Linked DNA regions of Mus musculus: all the other regions are linked to region 5. The links are chromatin contacts, called in public Hi-C and promoter capture Hi-C maps. All regions are on one chromosome and are shown on one strand. Each heading gives the region's core, a stretch centred on a gene start, on an enhancer-like site or on the middle of the called end of the contact. The rest is flanking DNA. Distances are from core to core; before and after follow the strand shown.

Region 1 (4,920 bases), core at 2,248-4,747, 1.4 Mb after region 5:
CGTTCTTTTGTCAGAGTTGCCTTGGTCGTGGTGTTTCTTCTGCAATAGGACATGGCGTAAAACGCCTGGGACACGGGATCTTACTCAAATGATTAAAACCGACAGAAGTTTGTAGCGTCTAGATGGCTGACCAGCCAGCGTGAGGGCAGAGTGCTGCAGGCAATAAAATGGCTGAGACTCTTATTTCAGTTTGCAGTCTTCCAGTTGGTGACTTCAGAGAAATGGCCTAGGCTCTCTGCTTGGGTTTCCTCATCAGTGACCAGAGGGCAGCAGAAGCACTTATCTCAGTCACGTGGTTGTCTGGGGTGGGGGTGGGCAAAGGAGCTAACACAGACCATAAACAGTAGAGTCAAACCCCTCAGGTTTAACCTTTACTCTCTAGGGCCCTCAAATTATATGCAGATATAGTGTAAAGATTAGAAAGACAAATTGCTAGTAGTGTTGATTTCTGGCCGGTGCTTTTTCTATTTTCTTTTCTGTATTTTTCAAATAACAATTTTTTTTTTTTTATGGAGACAAGGTCTCTTGTACCTTAGGTTGGACTTACATTCAGTGTGTAGCCAAGGATAACCTCTTCTGATCCTCCGTCTCCTATCTCTGAAGTGCCAGGAATAAAGGAGTGTTCTCCCACACCTAGCTTATGTGGTGTTAGAGATGGAATCTAGAGCCTTAGTTGTGACACAAAGCTTCTACCTCATTGCCAACAGTGGAGATGACCCTGATTTGAATCCCCACACCCCACATAAAGCTGGGTGTGGTACAAAGCACATATTTGTACTCCCAGTGTTCTTACTTCAGAGATGAAAGGTGAAGAAAGAATTCCGGGAAGCTCGAGGGCCAGCATTCTTGGTGTAGTCAGTCTAGGAGAAAACAACAAAGAGACTCTATCTAAAATGTGATGGAGATCACACACCCTACTGTGGGAGACTGACCAGATGGGCTGTAGTGGAGTGCTCCCAAGAGTCTCCTTTGTCTGGTATGCAGACTTCCCCCTTTTGAGTTCCCAGTGGAGGATGTGGCCTGGTAAGTAGAGATTTGGGCACTACATAAGAAAGAAAGGCTAGCCCTGTGAACCACCCAATAAAGGAAGGCCAGTAGTAGAACTAATAAGACCGAGGATGGAGAGTGGGTGTGAGCCAGATAAAGTCTGTATCTACCTTAGCAGGAAGGCACTAGATAATGGCCAGCACCAAATTTAGATATAGCCACAGAAGCAATTTATACATCGAGGTGGAGTCAACCCCAAGGTTTGGAAACACCAATAGCTTTAGGAGGTATATCCTCAGAGGTGTGTGGCTCAGTTATCGAGCCAGAGTGAGACCCTGGGGCTTCTCTCTGGAATACAACTGGAGTTGCTGGCAGGAAACAAAAATAAGAATTGAAGATAGGCGTGGTGGTGCTGATCTGGAGTCCCAGAACTCTGAAGGGAAAGTTAGGAGGGCTCGGGAGTTCAAAGCCAATTTATGGTGATTTCAAGGCCAGCCTGTGCTACAAAGACCCTATCTCAAAATTAAGTTACTAAAGGGCCTGGAATAGTGGAGAATACCTTTAATAGCAGCACTTGGGAGGCAGAGGGAGGACGATGCTTCTTGTGAGTTTGAGGCCAGCCAGTGTTACACGGTTAGACCCCGTCTCAAATAGAAAATTTAAAGTAAGTATAATCAGATAGGAAAGCTCAGTAGGTAGAGCAGGTAGCTGCCACAGAGCCTAATGACCTCAGGTGATCCAGTGAGAACTGAGGCCCAAGGATTGTTCTCTGACACCTTCTGCCCCCCGCAGAGACAGACAGACAGAAAGACAGACAGAATAAAGTAAAAGATATACCCCAGGATCTAGGAAGGGAGGACTTTTGAATTCTCTTTCTTCTCCCCTTCCGATGTTTTTAAAGTTTTATTATTATATTTGGTGTGAGAGAGTGTGCTACGGTGTACTTGTGGAGGTCTGAGAACAACTTGCTGGAATTAGCTCTCTCCTATCACGTGAGTCCTGAGGAGGATCGAACTCAAGTTGTCAGGTTTAGTGGCAATGAAGACACCTTGTTGCCTACTGTTTTGTTTTTGTCCTGAGTATATATGCATACATTATTAAAAAATATTCTAAGCCAGGCAGTGGTGATGCATGGCTTTAATCCCAACCCTTGGGAGGCAGAGGCAGGTGGATCTCTGTGAGTTCAAGGCCAGCCTGATTTACAAAGAGAGTTCCACAACATCCAAGGTTACACAGAGAGGCTCTGTCTTGAAAATTGAAAAAAAAAATCTAATTTAAGGGTAGGCTCTGAAAGTTAACAGAAAAAAGTAAAGGCTCACCATGTAGCCCAGGCTGGCCTTGAATTTGCCTTCAGAGTCCTGGGATTATAGGCTGTGCTACAACAGCTTCTTTGTTATGCATCTTAGGTAAATTTATCTAACCTATAATTCTGCCTTCTGGGAAACCAAATTCACATATAGGGTGGCTCTGAAGAATGAGTGAGGTCATGCACAGAAAGCTCATGAGTCAGTTGTTGGCCGACTCTTGCTGAAATTCAGCATCCATAATTATTAACCATTATCTTAATAATGAAACAAGTGTGCTGGCAGTTCTCAGAACACAACACACAGTAGGCAAGTATGAATGGATTTAGAGGTGGAAGATTAGTCCTGTGGTAGAATGCTTGTCTACTACCAACAAGGCCCTGTTTGCCTTGTTTGTATATAAGGCTAATGTTTTAGCTAGCCTGGAACTCACTATGTAGACCAGGCTGGTCTCAAACTCAAAAAGATCTTTCCTCCTCTGCCTCCCAAGTGGAAGTGCTGGGATTAAAGGTGAGCACTACTACACCTGGCCACACAAAAGTTTTAAAACCAGTGGGCACGCCTTTAATCCCAGCACTCAGTGGAGGCAGGAATTTAACAATTCGAGCCGTAATCTACATAGCAGGTTCCAGGAGAGCCAGAAGAGACTCCGTTTCCAAAAAAAAAAAAAAAAAAAAAAAAGGGAGTGGGGGAAAAATCAAAGCAGAAAAAGATTGTTTTAAGTCCCACTCCAGTGATTTCCCAGCGGCGGCTCTAGGTCATCACATATATGTAGAGAGTTGAAAATGGGAGCGCATGTGCGATTTAGGGGGTCTCTAGAGTAGGCATCTTATCTACCCTCAAATCCACGCCGAGCAGAATGGATCTTCGAAGCAGCGAGGGCTTTCAGGAGTACAGGAGCTTGCAGAAAACCCTGACACTGTCCAGGTAGAGCGCGGTGGATAGTTATGCAGAGAGGTTCGGCTCTCTAGCTTGGAGTCGCTGCCTAAACGGGGCGGGGCCATGGTGGTAACCACGCCCACCTCTCTGCAGAGGCTGCAAGCGGCCTTCGTCCCTAGCCCCCTCCATTTCTTCCTTTGCAGTTCCGCACTGTGCACAAGCGAATCCGGTCGTGATTAAGGCATGGCCAGATCTCAATCCTCTCCCCCAACACACGCAGAGGCCGCGCCCTTCTGCACCGGTCACCTTTTAGAAGAGCAGCGGGAGCTTGAGGTTCCCCCAGAGGGGCTGGGCCAGTGAGAAAGCCCCGCCCACATCTTTGCAGAGGCCGCGCCCCTCTCTGGGTTTCTTTAGCTCTTAGGCAGCTATATGCTGGTGGAACTGGGGGCGGGGCCTGGCCTGGGCCTAGGCGGGGCGTGACGTCGCGGGGCGGCCGGCCGCCCGGGAGGCGGGGCGGCGGGGAGGCGGCGGCCCGCTTGGCCCAGGCCAGCCCGCAGCTGCGGCGGTCGGTGCGCTGCAGGCGGCGCGGGGGAGCCGGCTCCTGACAGCATCCCGCGGCTGCCACGTCTGTCACTCTGTCCCAGGGTCCGCCATGGCTCTGGTGCGGGACCCTGAGCCGGCGGCCGGATCCTCCCGCTGGCTGCCCACGCATGTCCAGGTGACCGTGCTGCGGGCCAGCGGGTTGAGGGGCAAGAGCTCGGGCGCCGGCAGCACCAGCGACGCGTACACGGTGATCCAGGTGGGCCGAGAGAAGTACAGCACCTCGGTAGTGGAGAAGACGCAAGGCTGCCCGGAATGGTGCGAAGAGTGTTCGTTCGAGCTACCGCCTGGAGCCCTGGACGGCCTGCTGCGGGCACAGGAGGCAGATGCGGGCCCTGCGCCCTGGGCCTCCGGCCCCAACGCCGCCTGCGAGCTCGTGCTCACCACCATGCATCGCTCACTCATCGGCGTGGACAAGTTTCTGGGCCGGGCAACCGTAGCTCTGGACGAGGTCTTCCGCGCAGGCCGCGCCCAGCACACGCAGTGAGTCTGGGGCGCTGGGAGCAGGGACAAAAACGGTTGAAGGCCTAACCGGGCGGGGCTGGTTGGGACGTCTGGACCCGGTCCTCCCACTCAAGGACACAAACCCGTATACTGTTTGTTACTTCTCATTCAGCCTTCTGCCCTCCCCAATTCCCCCTGACTGTCTCCCCAGCAGCCTGGTGGGCCTGGAAGGCCTGATGGAGTTGGTGTAGTGACCAAGCGTTGGCAGTACATGGCCAAGGAAAGTTCGGAATGGGATTCTGAGGCTGTGGGAATTCAAGAAGGGAAATTTAAAGACTTCAGGGTCTGCCTTCTTTTCCTCAAAGAGGTGACTAGCCTGTAGGTAGTGGAGAGGAAGTCTCACCTTGTAGAAGCAGGAAGGTGAGGTGTTATCTTCCAAGGCAAGATTGAAGGGAGACACCCCAGCCTTCCCAGGGGTTACACAGGACACTTGGCCTTTGAACGTTCAGGGATACACCTCACCGTATAGACGTACTCTGTGACTCTGTCTTAGGGTACCAGGACTGAGAGCATTGGCCCACCTCGGAGTAAAGAAGGGTACATTTGAATCAGCTTGGGTCAGTGGGACAGTGGTTATAATGCCCTCAGTTCTCCGGATTATTTTCTCTAGAAAGGATAGGAAAAGTTCTTATTGTTTTGTTTTGTT
Region 2 (5,108 bases), core at 438-2,937, 1.2 Mb before region 5:
AGTACACTTTTCTACCACAGCTGCCCCTCAGTTCATGAAGGGCCTAGAGAACCATAGGGTACGTATTAACTCAGTCCACATAAATGTATTCTCAAGTGGGAAGAGTTTATTTATTTATTTAAGATTTTATTTAAGTATACGAGTACACTGTCGCTGTCTTAGACACACCAGAAGAGGACATCAGATCCTATTACAGATGGTTGTGAGCCACCATGTGGTTGCTGGGAATTGAACTCAGGACCTCTGGAAGAATAAGCAGCCAGTGCTCTTAACCGCTGAGCCATCTGTCCAGCTCCCAAGAGTTTATTTTTCTTAATTTATCTACTAACCATACCAGAAGTCTTCCCTTGGGCTGCCCTAATACTAGCCACACTAGCAAATACAATGAATAAAGTCCCATCTTCCTGGACCCAGGCTTTATAAACCAGCACTCCATGTATGTTAGTATCTGACAGCAGGGCTGGCAGGTATTCCTGACCAGACACAGGCATGGTGGCACTTGCCTCTTGGAGTACGGCACTCTTCTCCAGGTGCTGGAGGGGGTTGGAGCCTCCACCTGCAGTGCACAGAGAAGACTGATTACGGTTGTGATCTTGAATGAACTGCTTTTCTCCTTTTTCCTGTGCTGACACAGACTCTCATGTATCGCATGCTAGCCTTTAACTCAAAATGTAGCAGAGGTCGGCTCTTGTGCATCTGATCTTCCCGCCTCGGCCTCCTGGTTTACATGGTACTGTGGATCATACACAGGGCTTCACCCAAGCTAAGCAAGCACTCTATCAACTGAGTTACAGCCCCGAACTGTGACCCTAAACCTGCCAAACACGAGGAAGAGAGAAGGAAGTCTCTATCATCTACCAGAGGCCGTCAAGGCTCTCTCACAGTCACCTAAGCATTCTTTCTGAGCATTTTAGGGTTCAATAATTGGCACTGATCTATGCAACCAGAACTTAAATGAATCTATGTGTCGGAGACAACCAACACTAACTAACCTGTGACTGAGTTTCCCTGACAGCAGATATTACATTAAAAAATTATGCATGCGATTATCTGGTTACTGTCTGGGCTCTCCATCCTAACATTCCTATTGCAGGCATCTAGTATCGAACTTGCTTTAGCTACTGTAATATTATGATCAGTGAGGTGCCTGATGTTCAGTAATTGTAGTTTATTGAATGAATGAAACGGTCAGGGTTATTAACTGTAGGACTGGTTACACCCAGATAGGCAAAGAATTATCGCAGCAAATACCAAGAGGTCGGGTGAAATGCAAGGTAACATCCAGCCTGGGAACCTCCTCTGACAAGATGGGGAAACTGAGGCCCAGAGAGGAGTGTTACCCGCACAAGGTCACGCAGAAATCCTGGCCAGAGCTGGAGAGGGCAAACAGCACGTTTCCTCCGAGAACAGATATAGATGGACCTGCGCACAAGCCCCTGCCCCTCTTGGGCCTCGGATCTGGCTCTGACAGAGGCCCGGAAGAAGGAAGCCAAGGAAGGTCCCATGAACCCCTACGAGGATCTGACCTCCCCAGGTCTTTCAAGGGGCCCTCACCAGACTCCTCGTCCTTCTTGTCGAATTTCTTCAACATGGTGTCAGCGGTAGCTCCACGCAGCAGGAAGATGCTCAGAGTAGCGGTGAGAACAGCTTCTCCCTGCGGCTTCCGTACTCCCGCCCGCCACGTCGCCCTGAGCACTGCACTATGGACTGCGCCTGCGCACTCTGTTGTCTGCGCCTGCGCACAACTGCGCCCACCTTTTTCATTGCCTGTCCGGAGATTGCCAAAACCTAGGTGGAAGAGGGCGGAAGGGGAGGGGTGAGACCCAGGAAAGTGGGCGTGGCTAGACACTGGAGGCGGAGCCTAGACCTGCGGTTGCGGGTGCTCCGCTTCTGCGCCCCCTTGTGGTCCTGTGGCTGCTGTGTTTGCAGTTACCCCTGGCTGAATTTAAAGGGCATTCTGATGGGAGGGTTGCATGCAGCACGCTGACCCCATACATGTTCCCTGCTACTCTTTATTGTCATTTTCCGGAAGTAAGTCTCACTAATAGGTTATTTTTCCGCCACCGGTAAAATGAGCCAATTCAAGTCAGGTTAGAATATTTTAAGGGCAAATTTATTGGGAAGCTGCTCTCAAACAAGTTCACTGGCCCCAAGGATTGAGGCCAGAGGAGTCACCATGACAGAGATGGTGGTGAGAGGGAAAAGGGCATCTGTTGCTAGCCAAGGAACCGATTCCATCCGAGTCTAGCTTTGTAAGGCAATGAATAGAGTTATGTACATTTGTGCTTTAACATTGAGATATAACTGGACATAGCGAGTAATTTCAACACTCATGAGGCAGAGAAAGGAGGATGAGAAGTTCAAGGCCATCCCCCTGCACCAGACCTACATGACTTCCACCTCAAAAAATAGAGCCAATGAGATGGCTCAGCCGCTAAGTTAAGGTGCTTGCTGCCAAGTCTGAGGGCCAGGTTCAGTTGTGAAAATTATTAAATGAGTCTTTTCTACCAAATACTATAAAACTTGTGGTTTGACAAGGAATTCAAATATTGTTGCTGACAAATTGGCCCACAGAGAAGATGAGTATTAGGCAAGGGGAGAGGGTGAGGCAAGCCAAGCCAGATAGTTAGGGGAATTTAGCAGCTCTGACTTGATAGCAATCAGGCCATTTCTGTAACTCTGACTTACTTATTAGAGATCAGGCCATTTCTGTTGCTCTGACTGACTAGCAACCAAGAGCGTCTTTATTTACACAAGTTTCACAGAACAAAGACAAGCTAATGATTATCCAGTAGTACAAAATATGTCTGACTTATCATTACATAACCAGGGTTAAAAGCTCAGTTACAAATAGAAAATATAAACAACAGATTTTATTCTTATTATCTGCCCTATAACACCAATTTAAAGAATCTAAAGACTGTCTCCTCCAAAACAAACACACTTACTATGTGGCAGGCTGCTTGTAGGCTGGCAGTGTTTGCAGTTTTAAAGCACTCCAGACAAACAGGAAATATCTGAATTGGTCTTTTTATGAGCTGCAAAGATGACTATCTAACTTCATTATATGTTTTATCATGTAAAACATGATTAAACATGATAAACATAGTAGAAAATGTTTATTTTAGTCAATATAAATTGTTTACTGAGTTTATTCCTCCAGGGGTATGCCCTGTATGACTCCCTGTCTTTAAACTCCATTTTCAGAGAGCTTTAAGCCTATAATAAAAAAGAGACATTGAATCTGTAATCTATTTTGGACAGAGTTCATCAATTGTCTGTTTGCCCTCCATCAGTTATCCTTCGTGAGTTTGCTCAGGGGCCGATACCCCAAGCCGATTCCTGGAGTAATGGCCTCATGGAGCTATGTGCTTATCTGTGGTTAATGATCTCCAGGGCATAAGGAAGACTTCCAAATAAAGTTAATTTTAGGATTTTTCTTAAAGACTCAGACATAATTCATAATTTTCCCCAGGAAAAGACATAAACTGAATCATAACACATACAGTCCCCAAGAATGCAACATGCAGGGAACAAAACCAAAAGTTAGAGTTAGAAGAGCATCGATTGCAGCAGTTGGCTCGCTCGGCTTTGCTGGAACTGTGTGAGGTAGCCAGTGAGCATGGCTGTACCACCTAGCAATGCTTCATAGTACTTTTTTCTCTTTTTTCCAAGACAGGGTTTCTCTGTGTAGCCCTGGCTATCCTAGAACTCACTCTGTAGACCTCAAACTCAGAAATCCACCTGCCTCTGCCTCTGCCTCTGCCTCTGCCTCTGCCTCTGCCTCTGCCTCTGCCTCTGCCTCTGCCTCTGCCTCTGCCTCTGCCTCTGCCTCTGCCTCTGCCTCTGCCTCTGCCTCTGCCTCTGCCTCTGCCTCTGCCTCTGCCTCCCAAGTGCTGGGACTAAAGGTGTGCGCCACCACTTCCTGGCTCGTATTACTTAATATTATAGACTATACAGATGAAACCAGAGAGTTGGCTGCTGATTCCATTCTTATAAAAACAGCCATTTGGTGCATTAGTCAGGGTTTTAGGTTTTTAAAATGTATTTTTGCCCTGAAGTGAGTGTTAATTTGATGGGAACTCTGCTTTTAAAAAATCACTACTTAAAGCCGAGCATGGTGGTAGATGCCTTTAATTCCAGCACTTGGAAGGCAGAGGCAGGCAGATCTCTGTGAGTTCAAGGCCAGCCTGGTCTACACAGTGAGTTCTAGATCAACCAGGGCTACACAGAGAAACCCTGTCTCAAACAAAAACAAAAGTTCTAATAAAGTTTACTCTTGATAAAGAAATTTTTTAAGATTTATTTATTTGTTTGTTTGTTTATTATATATGAGTATATTGTTGCTCTCTTCAGACACACCAGAAGAGGGCATCAGATCCCAGATGGTTGTGAGCCATCATGTGGTTACTGGGAATTGAACTCAGAACCCCTGGAAGAGCAGCCGGTACTCTTAACTGCTGAGCCATGTCTACAGCTCAAAAAAGAAGTTTTAAGGAAGGAAATAGAAGACTATCTGTCTTCTTTCCTTGAGAGCATTTGGTGTCATCTTGAAGAATCATTGCTTAAGCCAAGATCATTTTCATCTCTGTTCTCTTCAGAGAGTCAGACTTTTGATTCTTATATCTAGTACTTTCATCCATTTTGATTAGTTTTTTTTTTAACATCTTTTGTGGCTAAGTAGGCCATAATACTAATTTTTTCAAAGATTTATTTTATTTTTTAATGTATGTGAGTACACTTTTGCTCTCTTGAGACACACCAGAAGAGGGCACCGGATCCCATTACAGATGGTTGTGAGCCACCATGTGGTTGCTGGGAATTGAACTCAGGACCTCTGAGAAAGCAGTCAGGGAGAAGTGGGAGAGAGTATTGCATGCATGTATGAAATTGTCAAAGAACAATTACAAAAACGAGGGGCTGTAGAGATGGCTCAGGGATCAAGAGCAAGCATTTGCTGCTCTTCCAGAAGACCAGCACCACTTGACTCACAACCAATGGTAACTCTACCTCCAGGGGATGTAATCCCCTCTTCTGTCTTCCAGGGCACCCACACACATTTTTGCACACACATGTACACAAACAAACACAAAAATAAAAGTTAAAAT
Region 3 (4,766 bases), core at 2,129-4,628, 1.1 Mb after region 5:
AATTTAAGAATTCCTCCACTAGACCTAAAGAAATAAATTTAAATATTCATGGCTATTAAAATAAGTCAGAAGAAAGTAAGTTAGGAAAGGTCTTCAAAAGTATAGCTTTCACTATGGTCTAGATGTAGATAACATACTACTTAAAATTTCTAGCCCAGACCACTTCTCTAATTTTTAAAACCAAATTCAATCTATCACCCACCCAGACAATTCATCACCTGCTCAAAGCCACCACAGATGCGGTCCATCTCAAAATCAGCACAAGCATTTACTCACTAACCTAATACCTGGACACTACCCTCCACATCCAATCCACTATGAAGTACCACGATTTTGCTTTCTAAAAGTTAATGTTATTTTGGGATGGGTGGTGTATGCCAAGTTATTCTAATCTCAGAGCAAGGCTATTTTGTTTTGGCCTCAAAGCAGGCTAGGTTTCAAAGCAAAGGCCCTGCCTCCTTCAGAAAGATCTAGCTTAACAGGCCCTGGCTGCAGCCTGTCTCAGAACATACTGAAATCACTGTCTCCACTCTTTAATGAGCGCACTAGACCATCAGAAATTTGACCCCCTGTGACTCATACCTTCAACTGCACAGTCATAAGAAAACAAAAAGAGAAAGAAAAGAAATGCACAAGGAGTCGCACCAGACAAGACCTAAGCAACCAGAGAGCAGCACCATGACACTTGAACAGTGCCAGAAAAGCTCCCCACTAAAGAACCTAAACTTTCTATTTCTGCCCTTTTGGCTTGTGAATTCATTCACAGCACCATGTCACCAGCCCATCAACCCTGTTTCTGGCATGACAAACATCTCGAAACAACCTATTTCTCCTATTCCCATCAATTTCCCCATTCTATGTAAACCAAGCTGGCCTGGAACTCCAGACCCACCTGCCTTTGCCTATGAATCGGAGGTTCCCAACCTATGGGCCTCTACCCCTTGGGGGTTGCATATCCTGCATTTACTTTAGGATTTATGACAGTAGCAAAATTACAGCTATGAAGTGATTTTATGGTTCAGGGTCACCACAACATGAGATAGAAAAGAGTCGCATTAGGAAGGTTGGGAACCATTGCTCTAAATGCTGGAATTAAAAAGTATACGACACCACACCCTGCTCACTTCCTTGTTCTAAAACCCTTTTTGCCTGACAGCATTGCCCGGGTCCTCTAATTACTGTCCTTCACTTAGTCAGGCTGCTCGAATCCCCCTTGCTAGCACAGCTAGCTACACTATTAATTTTCTTGCTGGAATACAAATCTGATCACAAACTTCTTTATTGACTTCCCAAAACTCCAGAGATAAAGCCTCAAAATGCCTGGCATAACACATAAAGCCTTATAGTCCAGACTCAACTCGATGGCCTTCTTTTTCTTGAAAATGTCATGCTTTAAATGATGTGGTCCAGCAGTAAGTACAATGTTTGCCTAGCTTGCTTAAAGGCCCGGGTTCAATCCTAACCCTATAAAATAAAAAATAAAAAACAAATGTAAAATGTGAAAAAGTCACACTCTTGCTAACCAACAGTGCCTTGTTTTATCTATGCTTTGTTTAACCCCTTGTTTACTAGCCTTGCAGTCTTCAAGGTAACTCCCCAACCTCACTGACAAGTCCAGGTTACCTATTTCATGCATTCATTTTTTTTATGCATGCATTTTTGTATATAGCAGTTTTACTTATGAGATCATGTGAATTTTATCTGCCTCCCTCTTTAGAATGGGAACACTAGGAAGGCAGCAGTTTAGTTCACCATGATTTCCTTAGTATCAAGTACAAGGTAAACACTTAAAGTATAAGCTGAATGAATTTAATACCACCTAGCAAGCAAACATCATGTATTGCTTTTTGACAATCACAGTCCATACTATCACTGTGATAATGAAATTGTTCTGCAATTGCTTTGTCCAACGTGACAGCCACTAAGCAGGTCTATTAAGCACTTGAGAAGTGTACAGGATCACTGAATTCCTAATTTTATTCATTCCCCTTCCCCAATACTAGGGCTTGAAAACTCAAGTCCTTGCACACACTAGGCAAGACCTCTCTACCACTTAAATACACCACCAGCCTTTCTAGTGTTACTTAAAACTAATTCGTATGTAAAGAACCACACGTGACCATACTGACCAACAACGCAGTTCCTGATAGTTAAAAAGCATTAATAGCACGGTTAGTTTCAAAATGATCTTGGTAGGACCTCTGTAAACTTGGCTCTTCCTCTATTTGGTCCTAACTTGGTGCTTTCTAATTTTCCAGACCAGAGCTGCCTCACAAGCTTTCTTTCATTCCAAGTTCCTGCCACTGGCTAGGAACCTATTAATTGCTACAAGTGCAAAGACACACAATGGGCGGGAAGACACACAAAAGCTCACGCAGAATACTTAACCAACAATAATTCCTAGTGGGGGGGGGGGGGTGAGGGGGGGATGTTTCTTGCACTTCAATAAAACTAAGGTGTTAAATGCTAAACGTCTCTCCACCAGTTAGCTATTCCCTAGACTCCCTCCCCAGCTCCCACCTCCTGCCAAAGAAGCCTTTCTAACTGCTCGCTCTGGGAGTACCGGCTCCCAGCGCCATCTGTCTTATCTGCCCTACTTTAAAAACAAAAACAAACAAACAAAACAAAACGAAAAAAAAAAAAAAACGGATCCACTGAGAGGCGCAGGAAACACGGAGCTGTCAATGTCAGGAAGAACCTAAGACTACAAAGAACCTGCCAGCCCCACAAGCAAGGTGTACAGTCCATAAGCAAGGCGACCCGCAGCGCGTAGGTCCCGATATCCTGGACCCAGTTCAGTAGCTCAAGCATCTCTACAGTCGCTTGGCCTCAGCCCCGCTCCTCCCCACAGCCCAGCTCCGGGCTACAGAGCCGCTTCTCACCTCAGTCTTGCCCAGATGCTCCACTGGGGTGTACCGGAGCCGCGGGGACAGAGGCGGAGGCGGAGGCGGAGGCGTGGGAGGGGGCAGAGAGAAAGCACTGCCAGGACGGTCGGGGTGAGCCTGCAGCCAGGCTTTAGCCAGCTCGTCCTCCTCTTCGTCCGAGCTCTCCTGCCGCTGGGACTCGTAGTTAAAATCCAAGTCGGGCCCCGCCTCTTCGAACTCTTCCAGTCTCCCACTCTCCTCAGAGGTCAGGGCCTCCTCGGTCGCCGCCGCCGAGGCGTTCTCCACCTCTTTCTTCCCCTCCTCTTCCTCGCCCTCCTCCTCCTCTTCTTCCTCCTCCTCCTCCAGCTCGTCAGGCCACGGCAGGTCCTCAGGCTCCATGTTGGCCTCGCGCTCCAGGCGCCTTTGGAAGAGGAGGAGAGGGGGAGGGGCGAGGAAGGGAGGGGAAGCGAGTTGACTGGCGGTTGCGGCTGCGCGCAGGCGCACCTGCCCTCACTGCCTCACGCGGGGCGGAGCTGAGAACCAGCCCGCGCGTTGCTAGGGACGCCCCGCGGGGAGCGCGGGAAAGCCGCAGAAGAGCGTCACTAGACCTCGCTCACAGTACCGTATGCTCACAATAAACCTAGTCCGGGCTTTGGGGACGCTAGGGGTCCTGCACAAAGTCACCCATGATTTTTTATCTCTTGCCCTAGAATAAACCAATAATAGTCACGTTCGCAAGTTACAAATTTTAAGGTTAGTGCCAGTCTACCTAGCAGTAGTGAATCTAATGGGATGAGTGAATAGTTAAGAGAGAGAGGGAGAGAGAGAGAGAGAGAGAGAGAGAGAGAGAGAGAGAGAGAGAGGGAAGAGAGGAGAGATAGTTGGGATCTGACTAAACCACAAGCAACTGTGTGAGAAGCGCCTATAAAACGAGGTTAAGAAACCAACCCCGGCCTGGAGAGATGGCTCACGGATTCAATTCCTGAGTTCAATTCCCAGCAACCACATGGTGGCTCACAACCATCTGTAATGGAGTCTGGTGCCCTCTTCTGGTGTCTCTGAAGAGAGCAATGGGAGTGTACTCATGCATAAAATAAAAGAAGGTGGTGGCGCACGCCTTTAATCCCAGCACTTGGGAGGCAGAGGCAGGCGAATTTCTGAGTTCTAAGACAGCCAGAGCTACACAAAGAAACCCTGTCTTGAAAAAAAACCCAGAAATATTAATAAATAAATAAATAATAAAATAAATAAATCTTTTTTTTAAAAAACGAAAAGAAAGAAACCACACACACACACCCTCAGGGCTGAAGAGATGGCTCCACCAGTAAGGCATCTACACCACAAACTGGAGTTTGATTCCCAGAACTCACATAAAAGTGGAAGGCAAGAACTAACTCCCCTAAATTGTCTTTACTGAGTGCACACACAATAGTATAAAGGTAGCTGGATCAGGTAGTACACGCCTTTATTCTCAGCACTTGAGACGAAAAGGCAGGTAGATCTCTGAGTTCAAAGCCAGCCTGGCCTACATAGGGAGTTTCAAGACACCCAGGGTGACATAGACAGACTGCCACAAAAAAAAAAAAAAAAAAAAAGTCTTTAAAAGAGGGCAGGCAGCATGGCTTAGCAGGTAAAAGCACATGACCCTCCATCCTGCCCAACAGGCTTCCAGTAGCAACGCTGTACCTCTTAAACCAACTGTGAAACGAATCATTTCTAATTCAAACCATCACAGAGAGACATTTGTCCATGTCTCCCCAGAAGAAGCCACAACACTGTGCCTAGTGTCTGGAACAGCCTCTGGCATTTAAGGAGCTGCTCAGCGAACACTGTCAAGAGAGAGCAACAGAGTACAGATTGAACTGACAGGCCAGGAGATAACAAATAGAATACTGGAGTCCT
Region 4 (5,035 bases), core at 1,264-3,763, 1.4 Mb before region 5:
CAGCTCAGCATGTGCTTTACCACTGCTCCACACCCCAACCCCACAGGAAATTGATTTCTTTTGAGACAGGGCCCCAAGTAGCACAAGCTAGCCTCACACTCCCTTTAGGATGACCTTAAACTATTGATCCTCCTGCCAACTGCTGGAATTGTATAGGCAACTATCACTATATCCCAACTCCAAGAACACTTTTTAAAATATTATCTTTACTATTTCAGTATCTTAATATTTAGACATATTAAGACAGCTACAGTGTATTTATGTATAGTAATAAATCTTTGGACTGGGGCAAGCAGGAACTGAGCAAGCAGAGTTGACAGCTACAATGTCCTTACATATAATAAATAAATAAATCTTAAAAAAAAAATGCATTACTTAGTAAAAGGTCAGAAAGCTAGGCATGGTGGTACACAGCTGTAGTCCCAGTACATGGGACAGACAGCCAAGATGATCAGCAGTCAAGGTCATTTTTAGCTATCAGCATTCTGGAGGCTGGGACAGGAGGATTCTAGGTTCCAAAACAGTCCAGGGACAACACAGCAACACCCTGTCTCAAACAGTGTAAGAGAAAAGGATGGTTCAAACTACATAATCCTACTGTCCTGCTAGCTCCTTAAAGGTTCCTGTACTCCGTCCACCTCGCCTAAGTTTCCAAGGCAATGTGTGCCCTTTCTTATCCTCTTTATCACCCAGTTGCTTCTCACCTAGGTAAGGAGTATAAACTCGTCTTCCTCCAGAGTTAACACAAGTTACTGTAAGTCAGTAACATGACTGCAGAGCTGAAACACAAGTCCTAATTTCATGTCAAGGCCAGAAAGCAAGGTAGCAATAATGCAAATACACCCAAGGGTATGGGACAAGTCAGACCTTCATTTGGGGGAGGGGGGTTAATAAGCTCCAAAGCCAGATACTTCCACAGTCATGTAAGAATTCCTATGCCTCAAAAGGTTGCTATAGGGTGGGGAATGTTCTTAAAATACCTGCCACAGCCTTTTCTTTTCCTAATTTTTCTTTTAATGTACATGGGTGTTTTGCTTGCAAGTGGGTCTGTGCACCCTGAAACTGGAGTTACCGATGGCTGTGGAATTGAACTTGGATGCTCTGAGCCATGTAGAGGGACCCAACTTGTATGCAATTCCCACCAGGACAGCAGCAGGGTGGTAAGCCTCTGCTGTGATCTGATTATACTATGACTTCATTAAGTCATGACTGATTTTCACAAAACAGGACTGAGCATCCAATGAAGTCATGAATGTCTTTCCAGAAATATTTGAGGAAAGCCATGCTGAGCATGAACAAGGCTTCAATGTAAAGGGGACAGGAGTCACTTCAGTGACTATTATAAGTCCAGCTTTATAGCTCCATACAGTTAAAAAGAATGTGGTGTGCTTAGTCTCCTAGTAAATTGGGTAATCACTTAATGAATATAGTTAATGAGAACAGTAATAAAAATTAACCTGTGTGGATATTCCCTCTATTCCCAAAGCCAGCGATTTCTTTCCTTGAAAGGTATAAAAGTGTATTCAATGAAAAGTACAGAAGGCTAAATGCTGAAGTGTTCCAATGAGAGACGGTGGGGAGGAACAGACCTGGGCTTCACCTTTCTGTACAGCATAAGGGGCTGACTCTTCAATTAGTCTGAACATTAAGAAAGCGTTAAGCAGCAGCTTTCAGAGGAGTGTTACATTAACCGGGTGCGAGGAATGACAAACTTTAATACCAGAAACCTGCTGTATTTCTGAACGCTGCTGTCTGGAGAGAACAGACTACACCAGTCAATTGCATTCAGGAAATAAATTGTCTTAACTCACTGATAGTCCTCCACTAGACGAGCAAGTCCAGGGGACAGAAAAGAAGCTGGGTACCCGAAGTACCGCACCCGGCCACAGCCAAGATCCTCTTGGGGTGCGGAAGGAGGTCGCCAGGGGACCAAGGGGTCGCCTTGGGCTCCAGAGCAGCCACGTGGGCGGTGCCCCACGCTCGGAAGCTTGTGCTGACGTGTCCGAGAGGACACGCGGACAAGAGAGACGGCGGACCCCAACCTCTCCGCTGTCCCCCTCCAACACCTGCCTTTCAGACAACCAGACACCTGGAGGATCCCTAACGCCCTCAACCTCCCCGCCCCTCCCCAGGGATCCCCGATCGCCTCAGGCATCCCGCGTGAGGTTCGCCGGCTCCTCCCTCCGCTCACCTGCACGCCTAGGTGCGCAAGCCGCGACTCCAGTTCTGGCTCCAGGGCCAGAACGAAAGAGCTGGCTCGTGATGTGGAGCCGCCGCCCGGGTGTACCAGGACCACCTCAGCCGTCACCTTGGCTAGGTGGCTGCTCAGGTCCACCGTGCGCTTCACGTCCTCGTTGACCAGCGGCGGAGCCTCCGAGGAGGCGCTGCCGGGCGTCGGGGCCAAGGCCCCGAGACATAGCAGCAGCAGCAACAGCAAGGCGACCGGCGACTCCATGACCGCGAGCTGAGCGCCACCGACACGCGCCCCGCCCCCCCGCCACGGCGCAACCGCTGATTGGCCAACAGCACCACAAGATGGCTGGGCCCGGTCAGAAAGGACCCCGTCTCCAGGGCAACCGGGCGATCGTGGGGCGCCTGATTGAAAATCTTAAAGTGCAGGCGTACTTCTTGGGGCGCTTAATAGCCGTATTCACCCCTGATTTCCTTATATCCTGTCTGTTTCCTTCATGCTTATGCAAAATAACTCTGGCCTCTCAGCTCAAAAACAGTATACTATAGCTTAGTCTAAGGAACTAACTTTGCCTTCTCTATAGTGATACGAATGCTAAGTGGGCAAAAGTTTAAAGGAAAATGGGAAATTTCCAGAAACTCAAGTCTCTCCTCTAATATTTAGTTCAACCATTAATGTGAGTGATGGCAGAAACCTTAAGCAACTAACCAAGGTTGATGATATTAACCTCAGATACCTGTTGACATTTATCACAGTTGTAGGAGTCCAAGGCGAAGTCACTGGCAGGACTAGCTGTCTGGTGAGGGCTGCTATTTACTACCAAGGTGGCACTTTGACATTGCATGCCTTCTAAGGAAGGCATTGCATATCGTCATATGACAGAAAGGCAGGAAAGGGTCTCTCTGAGGCAAGCCCTTTTACAAAGGCATCTTGCAGATGGATTCCTCTAGTGCTATCATCTCCCAAAGTCACACTGAAGAATTAATGACCAAAAACAATGAACTTCAAGTGAGCAGAGAAACTGTAGTCAGTGTACTGATACACCTGACAAGAAAGCCAGCTTAGTGACGAAAACATCCAATGGCATTTTTTGGGCCTTGAAACCATATATATATATATATATATATATATATATATATATACATATATACATATATATATGTATGTATATATGTATATATATATATATGAAAAAATCTACAGATAAAACTTTGCTCCCCTAAAGTTCCCTTTTTTCAACCCTATAAAATCTCCAAGCCCCCTGCACAATGGTTGTGTACAGTCTCCACTCCCCAAATGAGAATGCGTCCCAATGTTGTTGCTTGAAGGATGTAATTCGAAGGTAAATTTTGGGAGGAGATGGAAATATTCAAACATTGATACCAGCCAATGAGAAGAGAGAATGGAGGGCTGGCCATGCTCCTCCCTACAAAGCAGAAGTCAGGAAATTAGCACCTGCAGGCCAACAATCTATCTGTGTCTATAAAGTTTTATTGGAACATAGCTACGTTCATTTGTCCGTAGCTTATGATTGCTTTCACAGTACAACAGTAACAGTAGTGTAGTTGCAAACCAGACTATATGGCCCAGAAAACAAAACTACTTACTGTTTGCACGCGAGTACATACATTATGTATGCAGAGACAGCTTAGTGGTTAGGAGGATTTGCTGCTCTCTCAAAGGACTTGAATTCTTCCGGTTCCCAGGCTCACAACTGCCTGTCAGGCAAGGATCTGATGCCCTCTAACCTCCACAAACATCCATACACAGATGTTCTTCCTTCTGTTCCTCTCTGTCTCTGTCTTTATCTGTCTCTCTGTATCTCTTTCTCTCTCACATACACACACATAAATATAAATTTAAAAATAAATCTTTTTTTAATGCTATCTGGTTGTAGTAGTGGTACATGCCTGTAATGCTTCAGTATTTAGGAGGCTAAGGAAAGAATAAAGAATAAAGAACATAAAATACTTTGCCTTAATGTAACAACAACAATAGAAAGTCTGACCACACTATTAACACATTCACCAGGGCAAAGCTCTGCAGAGGATAGCAGGGGCAATATAGTAGCCATTTAAAATAACACTCCAACATCAGAGACAATTTTTCTTCAACTCTTCCAAAATTAAAAATTATAGAGTTAGGTGACTGGAAAGGAGGCTTAGCAGTTAAGTCCTCTCTTGGATACTCTAGTAGAGGACCAGGGTTCAATTCCCAGGACCTGCATGGCTTCTCACAACACTAAGTCTGGTTCCAGTGGATCTAAAACTGCCTTCTGTACTCCACTCACACTTCAAGGATGTGGTGCATGGACACTTATGCAGGCAGAACACTCAGACACATAAAATAAATAGATGTTTAAAAATAACAAAGTCATTATTGAGAGTGTTAAGAGGGTAACTAGGGAGATAGCTCAGCCAGTAAAATTCTTGCCACTTAAGCACGAAAATCTGAGTTTGATCCCCAGAACTCATGGAAAAAAAAAAAAAGCCAAGGACAGTGATGCAGCCTTGCAATCCCAGCACTGGGGAGGTAGACACGGGGAGTTTGCTCTCCAGCCTAGCCTGCTTGGAGAACGTCAGGCCGGTGAGAGATCCTGTCTTGAAAACAACGTAGACAGCTCCCGAGGAATGACACCTAAAATTGTTCTCTGTTTTCTATCCGCACACATGTATACACACATGCACAAAGGGAGGTGTGAAGAAAGATTGAGAACAGCGCTTGCCTAGCATGCTGAAGGAGATTAGGGGCGTGGCTCCCTACTGAAGCAGGTGCTTCACATACATAAGGCTGAGGGTTCAAGCCTCAGAGCACACTCACATAAGCACCACTGGGGAAAGCAAG
Region 5 (5,019 bases), core at 873-3,372:
CACTCTTGGCTTTTCAGAAGTCCTACTGTGTAGCTAGCTCCTCTAGGCCCCAAAATAATGTCATCTCAGTCATCAACATAATAAGCCAAAGTTCCAAGTGTAGTCTGAGGTTTCTTTCCTCAGTCAGTTCTGGCCTCAATGGGATGCTGGCTTGGGGAAGGGAAGTCAGGGCAGGGGACGAGGGCAGGGGACTGGAATGGGGGGAGGGCACTTCTCTTTTTCTCCATCATCCCTGCTTGTAGCAACAGTGAGAAGAGCAGAGGGGATCAGGTCAGTTCTTGCACTGCCCTTGCTCTGAGGGTGGAGGCTAAGTCCTATGTGGCTGTGGCAGGCTCTTACAGACATTGCCATGGCTCTCCTCAGTATCCAGGGAGCCATTCACCTGCGCTTCCTTAGACAAGACCAATATGGATGTTTTACCCTCTAGGAATTTAGTGACACATGAAGCCACCATGTTACAGTCTAGCTTGTGCATACGCCAAGGCCTCTTTGTTTTTGTTTTTTGTTTTGGTTTTTCAAGACAGGGTTTCTCTGTATAGCCCTGACTGTCCTGGAACTCACTCTGTAGACCAGGCTGGCCTCGAACTCAAAAATCCGCCTGCCTCTGCCTCCCGAGTGCTGGGACAATGTTTTAAGATGACCTCACGTATGTTTCATATTATGTACATTCCTGCGTGTCCCCTGCAGCCACCGTAGTTCTCTTCCTCCCACTTCTCCTTCAACCAGCCTCAGCTACACACCCTCAGAATTTCTCAAACATGAGAAATTCCTCAGTGGCTCACAAAGGACATATACTGCTATAACGGAGTGCAAATGGTGAATTGATGCAGTCAGTTCCGGGGGGGGGGGGGCGAAAAACTGGCAAGAACTCGTAAAGTTGAAAATTTCCCAAGAGCCCGTTTCTGGGATCTGCCTGATGAAGCTTTTGCGAGTGGTGTTCCTGAAAGAGCATCTACGTAGAAATAACTGAAACCCCTTGGCAAGGGAGTAGGCAAATGATGTGTCTAACAATGAGCAGTGACAATAACTAGAGATTCCATTCAAAGTATAGTTTTAGGAGAGGAGAAATCATAGGTTTGGGATGGTCCAATTCCATTTAAATTACATGTCTGAATGTGCAGCAGAAGAGTGGTTATACGTGTAAAGACATGCATAGAAATGGCACAGAGAGGGAGAGGCTGGAAACTGAGAATTAGTACACAAGGGGTTTCTCATTCCCCACTATATATCAATAAAGCTAAAGGGGAGTGAATCAAAGTAAGTGTGATAGAATTCCAAGCCAGTAGTAGGTCCACAGGTACTTGTATTGCTCTGTTTGAAACATTCTATTATAAACATTTTACTTTGAAAGGTATAAAAGGCAGGTATGGTAGCTCAGTGCCTCAACTCCTAGCACTTAGAGGCTGAGATAGGCGGACTTCTGAGAGTTCCAGGGAAGCCTTGGGCTTCAGAGTGACACTTTTCCTTGAAGAAAATTTAAAAAAAAAAAAAAATCGAGGGCCAGGGATGTAGCTTAGTTGGTAGAATGTTTGCTTAGCATTCAAGAAGCCCTGCATCTGATACTCAGCATTTCAGGTCCACGAAGGTGATGTGACACATACATGGCTGTAATCCCAGCTTTCAGGGGGTAGAAACAGGAGATCAAGAGTTCAAGAGCATCCTATACAGTGAGTCGAAGTATGTAGTACGAGACACTGACACAATAAAATAATAATTAAATCAAAACAAGGCAGCAGAAGGAAGGCAAGACCTGGAGGCTAGCTGAGGCTCCAGACTGAACCCGGTCAACACAGCTGGGTGACGGTCATCTATCTAACCGGGCCAGTCGGGTCCTAGAGCCCTGGAAGCAAAGGCCATGTTGGCAAGTCCGTCCTCTTATTAACCGTACAGGGCTGGATGAGACCCCGGAATCGAGGAAGCTTACGGGAAGAACCAGCGACAGAGATCCCGAGATCTGTTAGGCATAAGCACACAGTGCCCACGCCCCTCCGTTGAAGCCGGAACCGCGGAAGTCAGACACGCACCGGGGCTGAGCGCCGCAGGGACGGGCCAGCAGCCTGCGCATGCGCAACCTGCAGCGCAGGCTCCGTCCTCCCGCCCCGCCTTTTCCGGAGGCTCGCCTTGCGCCTGCGCCCTGCGGCGCGCGCTTTGTTGGGAGAAGGAGGGGGCGAGGTCTAGCGAAGCCGGTCCGCTGAGGCGCTACGGGCGGGGCTGAGGATGGAGGTGACTGCGTTCGCGGCGACGGTTGGGGCTGCGCGCGAGGCGGCAGCGGAGTAGGCGGTGGAGATACGGGCATGGCGGGGCGGCCCCTCGGTGCTCCCTAGGCGCCGGAGCCATGGGCGCTCTCAGCAGCCGGGTGCTGCGGCCCGCAGGGCGCACAGAGCAGCCCGAACCCACGCCCGGGGCTGGGGGCGCGGCCCGCAGGTCGGACGCCGGCGAAGATGCGGGCCACAGCTTCTGTTACTGTCCGGGCGGCCGCAAGCGCAAGCGCAGCAGCGGCACATTCTGCTACTGTCACCCCGACTCCGAGACAGACGACGACGAGGACGAGGGCGACGAGCAGCAGAGGCTGCTGAACACGCCGCGCAGGTACGGAACGCCCCGCACCTTGGGGGGCCTGACCCCGGTGTCCTTGACAGGAGAGCGCGGGAGGGTCGGTGCGGGAGGTGAGTGCCCGCGGAGCAGATGGGAGCTGGGCGTTTGCAGACAGACCTAGGTCAGTGCGGGAGCGGGCGCGTGCCGGGCAGACCTGGGGTCAGTGCGGGAGCTGGGCATTAGCAGACAGACCTGGGTCAGTGTAGGGTCTGGGAGTTTGCAGATAGACCTGGGTTAATACGGGAGCTCGCGCGTGTTGGGTGGACCTGGGATCAGTGCGGGAGCTAGAAAGCTTAGGGTTCTGCACATTAAACAGAAGCTTCCTGAGTGTCAGAGCCTCAACCTGAGCCTAAAAGGACTAGCCAGAGCTTCCGCGTCCCTTCCGTAGCAGGCGTTTGCTTTTTGAATAGGATAGCCACGGGAAATTTTACTGTGCATCACTAGCCATAAATCAGTAAAGAGAGGAGCATAGTAGTCCCTGAGATGGACATCTCTCTGTGTTGTCACTAGAGGGACCAGTGATGGAGATTCGCCCAGTTAAGAACAAAGTCTGCTTGTTGAGGTGGGCTGCACTCTGTGTAGGTTGCATAAGATTTTTTTGAGGGAAGAGTTGAAAAAAAAAAATCATTGCTTGTGAAATAGATGTGGCGTATACCAGAATATACTGTGCAGTAAGGATTTTTTTTTTCTCTTTTTAAGGTCACTGTTAGACTCACACAGATGTAATTTTTTAATGAAATTTTTAAAAAGGATCTGCTTATGGACATTGCATTTTTGTTGACAAAAAAAGTGTAGGTGAGCCGGGCGTGGTGGCGCATGCCTTTAATCCCAGCACTCCGGAGGCAGAGGCAGGCGGATTTCAGAGTTTGAGGCCAGTCTGGTCTACAGAGTGAGTTCCAGGACAGTCAGGGCTACACAGAGAAACCCTGTCTAGGAAAACCAAAAAAAAAAAAAAAAAAAAAAAAAAAAAAAAAAGTGTAGGTGGTAGAGTTGGAGCTCAGTGGTAGCGGTAAGATATGTAAATATCTTAGGTTAAAAACTAGGTTAATATAACTTTTCATTAGGGGGTGAATATATTCACAAGATGGATGTTCTAATGAGTTCCAATTCTGAATTCCTATCTGTATTCTGCACTTAATATACTCATTTTCATATGTAAAGTAGAACTATTATTGCCACCTCAAAGAGTTACGCAGATTTTGCAAGGTATTACAATCCTGCAGTAAGCCTCTGGTGGCTGAGACAAGAGCATCAAGTTGGAGGTCAGTCTGAGCCACAAAGTGACTTAAAGGCCATTCTGGGCTGTATCCAGACACCCTGGAGAGAAGAGAGAGGAAGGAAGGGCTGGGAGTGTTGAGACTCTCACAATCTGAGAGTGAGCACAAGTGCAGTGCCCCCCCCCCCCCCCCCCCCGGTTTTAAGATTTGTTTTTATTTATGAGTATGTGGATTTGTGCACATTCCTGCAAAGTCCTGGAACTGGAGTTACAGAGGTGTTGAGCTCCCTAATGTGGGTGTTGGGAATTGTACTTGGGTCCTTTGGAAGAGCAGTGTGTGCTCTTTACCACCGAGACACCTCTCAGGCCCCAGAGTGCCTGTCTTTGTGCATTTGGTATTAGAACTCTTTGATGAACAGGCTCTTATGTCATAAGACATGCATCCTTCTTCAGCCTTAGTGACTTAGCCACTCCCACTTACTTTTGGTAATTGTCTGATGCACCTTTTTAATCCTTTCCAACCTACATCCTGTATCCCATCACCCAACCACCCCTAAGATTTCCCAGCCCATATCCCAGGGCCTTATCCATTCTCCGGAAGCACTTTACTACCAAGCTGGATCTTTTCCACACCAGTACCATCTTTTCACTCTTTGCATATGCACTCATGCACAGTTGTGCTTGCATGTGGAGGCCAGAGATCAACAGTGGATCTTTCTATATTCCCCTCCACCTTACCTTTTTATGAGTCTCTTTATTAAACTGATTGGCTAGTCTAGCCAACCAACAAGGTCCGATCCTCCTGTTCCTGTCCTTCTACCTGCCCCGTTAGGATTACAGATGCTGGCAACCCCACCTGGCTTTTTTGTGGGTGTTTGTTGGTTTGTTCTTGTGTTCAGCTTTGTACTTGCAAAGCACTTTATTGGCTGAGTAATCTGCCTGGCCCTTGTTTGTGTCTTTATGTTTAAGGTTAGTATATATACAGCATATAGTTAAATCTTGCTTTTTTTAATCTAACATGACAGCTTGTGCCTTTTGATTGGTATGTAGACCATGTATATTTAATATAATTTTTGAAATATATGACAGGGAACATTTAAAAGAGAAAAACAATTATTTGAGCAAGGAAATTTTAATATAAATCATAACAAACAAAAAACAGGAAATTAACTGTCAAAGACAAAATATAATGATAAGGGATCTTTAGG
Region 6 (4,513 bases), core at 1,265-3,764, 1.1 Mb before region 5:
AAAATACACTGTCAAAAAAAAGGACATGCAGATTTGTCAAGGTGTGATTTATATAGCATAGAATATGATCTTTGAAAGTGTACATTTGTGTGTGTGTGTGTGTGTGTGTGTATGTATGTGTGTGGTGGGAAGTGCCTGTGCCTATATTCACATGCAGAGGCCAGAGTTGGTGCTGAGTGTCCTTTATCCTCCTTGTTTTCCGTCTTATCTTTTTTAAAGATAAGGTCTCATTTGAGCTTGGAGCTTGCCGTTTTGGCTAGGTTGGCTGGCCAGTGTGCCTCCAGGATCCATCTGTGTCTGCTCTGCCTATGGTTATAGGCGTGCACCTCAGTACCTGACATAGTACAACTGCTGGAACTCTGAACTTGGGCTCTTACACCTTCACAGTGAGCATTTTATCTGCTGAGCCATCTCCTCAGCTCTCATTTTAATGGCTTTAGTACATTTGCTGAGTTATGCAGCCCTCACCATGGGTACAATGTTTTTCGTTTTCTGAGACAATGTCTTCTGTACATCCCTGACCAGCCTGCTACTGTATAGACCAAGCTGTCCTTGAACTCAAGGCAACCCTCCTGCCTCAGTGTCCCAATTGCTGGGATTACAGGTTCACACTACTACACCTGGTTACACAGTCTAATTTTTAAAATGTCTTAGTGGTGGATTGGCTTTTGCTGACAGAACCCACATCTAGACCAAAATACCTTCTTTCCTGCACCAATTCCAGCCCAGGGCAGAGCAGAGGCCAGCGAGCCATGACTAACTACCCTTCTGCTTTCCCGAGTCTCTCAGCCTTTGCACTCCCCTTTCCCTTGGTGTGAGCTAGGCCTGTCTGAGGGGTATTTCCCACCCCACAGCCAACTTCAGGAAGGAAACCACTATGGTTCAGTGCACGTCTTGGGATGGAGGCAGTTTCTTGAGGCTGCAGTTCTCCACTACCATGAGTGTGCAAAGCATGGCTCTTGGAATTCCTTTGCACAGCACTTTAGGGGGTCCTGGCTGCAACTGCTGGGCATTTCTCACAGCCATGGAGTTCCAACTGTTTCAGAACAAACTCTTCTGTTTTCTCCAAGGTTCAGCCTTTGCCTTTCATCTACTTGGCCAGTGAGGCTGCTCACAGGGCCTGTGGAGATGGTGCCTGGGGGCTTGCTTTCTCTGCTTTCCTTAAGTTTCCTCTTCCCTTCCTTACTGGGGAAGTTTTGGATTTTGTCTTGGATTTTGCCTTTCGTTCATGGATGGATCTCAAGGCCCTAGAACAATGTTTGGCTTGCAACAGCCATTATTAAAAAACTATCGAATCAAATAGCCATGCAGGGCCTAAGGGGGCTGTCCAAAGAAGCTAGAGTATTCTCAGCTTTCTCTCATTTTTAGGGATGGGGCCTATTTGATCTAGTTCAAACTGTTTACAGACATCTGGGTCCCATTTCTGTGACTTCAGGTTTCTCAGGCCAAACTTCTGAGCTGGCTGACTCACAGGTTTCCCTTGTGCAGGAGGTGTTTGGCTGGGACCAGGACTCCTGTTCCCAGCCACCCCAGGTTTGACTGGACTCCTGTCTGCTCTATCAATTCTTCCAAATGGAACTCTAGGCCATTCTGCCCTCAAGGATTTTCATTTCCTCTGTCTTCCTTTTTCACCTAAGGGAAGCTGCCTTTACTGTGTGTCACCAGAACTTTCCATTCTCCGAAGAGGGAACATTGAGTTGTGTTCTGCCTCATCAGCCCTTCATTGTCAGCCATAGCTGTCCCCTGCCCCGAAACGACTCTTGCCTGTTCCCCACTGGGTGCAGGCCAGGCGAGGGACGGAGGCATGTCAGTGAGGGGTGGACGTGGGGCCCGGCTGAGAAGGGCATGAGGTTAGGGAATGATGAACTGGCGATTATAACGAGTTGTTGACCTAATAGGGGCCAAAGCCTGCTATGGGGGCGCAGCGGACCGAAGCGGAGTTGAAGAGGCGCGGAGAGCTGAGTTGAGAGGCGTTAGGGAGGAGTTAGCTCCAGGGCTACGAAAAGGTGCGGGTGGATTTCCGTCTTGGATGCAGTGCCTAAGGCGAGGTCCAAGCCAAGAGGCTCCGGAGGATTAGGGCGGGGTAAGAGATGTTAAGGGCGGGGTCAGGACCAAATAGAGGATCAAGGCGTTGTTGACAGCGAATCCGCACCGGGCTTAAGTCCGGGTTAGTGAAGTGCTGAGAAGTGAGAAAGAACGGTGCTGAGGGCGGGATTGGGGTGGTGTTGAGAGAAGGGTCGGAGGCTTTGGCCGTGGTGGGGTGCGGGCGGTGCTCGGAGAAGGATCGGGGAGGTGAGAAGCTTAGAGGGAGTGCTGGGGGGTCGGGACTGTACTGACAGGCTAGGAGGTGTTGGTTATGGGAGGGGGAGACTGGGCGGTCCTGGGGGCGGGACCCAGAGGCGGAGTGGCGGGAGATGGGCGGTGCTGGGGATCAGGGAGGCTCGCCCCGCCCTGAAGGCGGCGCACGAGCGGGCCTGAGGTAGCCGTGGGCCGGCACGGCACCGACGGCTGGCAGAGAGCTGCGGAGGGCCGGGCGGTGCGCTCCCGGGCGGAGCCGAGTCCTCGGGGCTCCGGAGCGGAGCGGGGCGGGGCGGAGCGGGACGGTCGATCGGTCCGCCGTGCAGCTCGTTCAGGTGCCGCCGCCGCTCCACGTAGCCCGGCGGCGGGCCGGCTAGGGCACACGGACCTCGGCCCGCGGCTGTCCTTAGCCCAAGCCGGGCCCTTGCGTCCCAGGACTCCCGCGGAGCCATGGCGGGCCCTGGCCCGGGAGATCAGGACGAACACTACGATTTCCTGTTCAAGCTGGTGTTAGTGGGCGACGCGAGCGTGGGCAAGACGTGCGTGGTGCAGCGCTTCAAGACCGGCGCCTTCTCGGCGCGTCAGGGCAGCACCATCGGTGTCGACTTCACCATGAAGACGCTGGAGATCCAGGGCAAGCGGGTCAAGGTGGGAGGCGGCGCGGCCCGCTGCTTTGCTCCCGGCGGGCGGTTCGCGGCCAGTCCTTCGGCTTCCCCTTCTTTCAGAACGGGCTTGGGCCTTGATGTCCGTGCTGGGTTCAGGTCCGAAAGCACCACCTTGGGCTCTGGGAGTGGTGACAGTGGGCGGCCAGAGCGTGGAGGAGGAAGCCTGCACCCCACTCCCGCCCCCCCGTCTCTCAGCCTGGGGACTCCTTCGAAACAACTTGCGGTGGAAGGCAACCTGCGGGCCGTTCCGTGAGCGCCACGCATGCCGGGACAGACCCTTCCCTGCGCGGCCCTCTGGGGAGCACTCAGCCAAATAACGACATCCCCGTGACCGGGAGGGACCAGGAAGTAGTGGCTGCTAGGACCGGAGGTCCAAAAGTTTTTGTCAGAATTTCCTCCCTGGCCACGCCTCCCCGCGGTCTCTTTTATGGACCCGGTGGTGGAACTCCACTCCACCAGGGCCAGCGCGGAGTTGGGGTGGGGGTGGGGGGCCTCCCCGACTAAGGGTTGATAGAAACCGAAAACTTCATCACAGATACCGGAAGGTGGGGGAGAGAAGCAAACTTTGGCAATGACCCCAGCAGAAACAGCAGGATGTGGTTGTCACAATGTCCTGGCAATGATTTGATAAATAATATTTGTGATGAATGAAATCAAGTTTCTTAACCTAGGTGTCTGTCCTCCCTAAAAAAAAAAAAAAGGTAGCATCCTGGACAGGACACAGCGCTGTTCTTGTGCACAGAGGCTCTTAGTAACTTTCCTGATTTCCACCCTGCAGAAATCCTTTGCCGTTTTTCACGGTTTCTGGTTCACAAGGATCTTCAAGACAGCTTTAAAGAGAACTGGGTGGGGGCAGTCTTGTGTTTTCAGACGTGAAGCCCGAGGATGGGAGTCTTTTGACCCTGTTGCTGGTGTGGCTCGCTGCTCATTTGGGTGGCTGTAGGCCTGTTCTCTGTTGCCCTTGGCTGGAATACTTTGTTCTTTGTTTCTATAAAGTTGGGATAATTTCTGGGTGTTGCCTCTCTCCTGTCCCATAGTGTAGAAAAAAAAAAAAAAAGCAAGTCAACAATCATTGTTTTTATGACCACTGTGCCTCTAGAGATTTGCTTGCAACGTTTTAAACGGTCTTTTGGGTGTCTTTTGGGTTTCAGTGTATTTTGGTTTCCTTGAGGTGGAAAAGGGCCAAGAGCAGGCAGGCAGGTTTAGCTGTTCTGGACCATTCCTTTGGAGCAGGTGGCCAGGGAAGGGCTGCCATGGGTGGAGTATGTCTGTGGTCAAGTTGGTGCCTTCCGATAATGCCAGTAGTCAGCATTCAAAGCGCAGTATGAAAACAGAAACATAAAGACGATGAGTCCCCTTTGAAAAGCTGTTGGCCTGTGCCCAGCATCCCTGTGCTGGATCCCTGTGCTGACTGGCCAGGGACGGGGCAGTATTCCTGTTTACCTGTGAAGATAACCTGTCACCTAGTGCAGCCCTGGATGGACTGTGCACTTGAGCTTAGGTTATGCAATACACTATGGTGCAGCTAGTTAGTTCCCTTCCTGATGGTC

The links. Promoter capture Hi-C pulls out the DNA fragments that hold promoters and counts their contacts. Hi-C and Micro-C count contacts between places; a contact is called where the count stands out from the background.
Region 1: a promoter capture Hi-C map of neutrophils shows a contact between it and region 5, with 4 times the contacts expected there. The contact joins the promoter of 4933423K11Rik here to the promoter of Gmcl1 in region 5. A contact is called at or near these places in 2 of 39 promoter capture datasets (neutrophils and pre-B cells).
Region 2: a contact with region 5 is called in a Hi-C map of CD4 T cells, with 6 times the contacts expected there. The contact joins the promoter of Copg1 here to the promoter of Gmcl1 in region 5. A contact is called at or near these places in 2 of 484 Hi-C or Micro-C datasets (B cells and CD4 T cells).
Region 3: a promoter capture Hi-C map of erythroid cells shows a contact between it and region 5, with 3 times the contacts expected there. The contact joins the promoter of Alms1 here to the promoter of Gmcl1 in region 5. A contact is called at or near these places in 2 of 39 promoter capture datasets (erythroid cells and pre-B cells) and 1 of 115 datasets of contacts at active chromatin or transcription factors (astrocytes).
Region 4: a contact with region 5 is called in a promoter capture Hi-C map of pre-B cells, with 6 times the contacts expected there. The contact joins the promoter of Rpn1 here to the promoter of Gmcl1 in region 5. A contact is called at or near these places in 3 of 39 promoter capture datasets (erythroid cells, liver and pre-B cells).
Region 6: a contact with region 5 is called in a promoter capture Hi-C map of pre-B cells, with 3 times the contacts expected there. The contact joins the promoter of Rab43 here to the promoter of Gmcl1 in region 5. A contact is called at or near these places in 5 of 39 promoter capture datasets (the 3T3-L1 cell line, hippocampal neurons, liver and 1 more).

Annotation. Positions count from the first base shown.
Region 1 is chr6:85,373,431-85,378,350 of GRCm38.p6, reverse strand. It overlaps 4933423K11Rik (a long non-coding RNA gene), which reads right to left and starts at 3,497. Exons shown (of 4, transcript XR_869208.2): 1 at 3,129-3,497; 2 at 794-860. Rab11fip5 (RAB11 family interacting protein 5 (class I)) reads left to right here and starts at 3,717. Exons shown (of 6, transcript NM_001003955.2): 1 at 3,717-4,253. The coding sequence starts at 3,823.
Region 2 is chr6:87,884,519-87,889,626 of GRCm38.p6, reverse strand. It overlaps Copg1 (coatomer protein complex, subunit gamma 1), which reads right to left and starts at 1,687. Exons shown (of 24, transcript NM_017477.2): 1 at 1,555-1,687; 2 at 504-556. The coding sequence starts at 1,591.
Region 3 is chr6:85,586,143-85,590,908 of GRCm38.p6, reverse strand. It overlaps Alms1 (ALMS1, centrosome and basal body associated), which reads right to left and starts at 3,378. Exons shown (of 23, transcript NM_145223.2): 1 at 2,883-3,378. The coding sequence starts at 3,263.
Region 4 is chr6:88,081,951-88,086,985 of GRCm38.p6, reverse strand. It overlaps Rpn1 (ribophorin I), which reads right to left and starts at 2,513. Exons shown (of 10, transcript NM_133933.4): 1 at 2,192-2,513. The coding sequence starts at 2,455.
Region 5 is chr6:86,730,481-86,735,499 of GRCm38.p6, reverse strand. It overlaps Gmcl1 (germ cell-less, spermatogenesis associated 1), which reads left to right and starts at 2,122. Exons shown (of 14, transcript NM_011818.3): 1 at 2,122-2,589. The coding sequence starts at 2,336.
Region 6 is chr6:87,809,780-87,814,292 of GRCm38.p6, reverse strand. Rab43 (RAB43, member RAS oncogene family) reads left to right here and starts at 2,514. Exons shown (of 3, transcript NM_001039394.1): 1 at 2,514-2,946. The coding sequence starts at 2,749.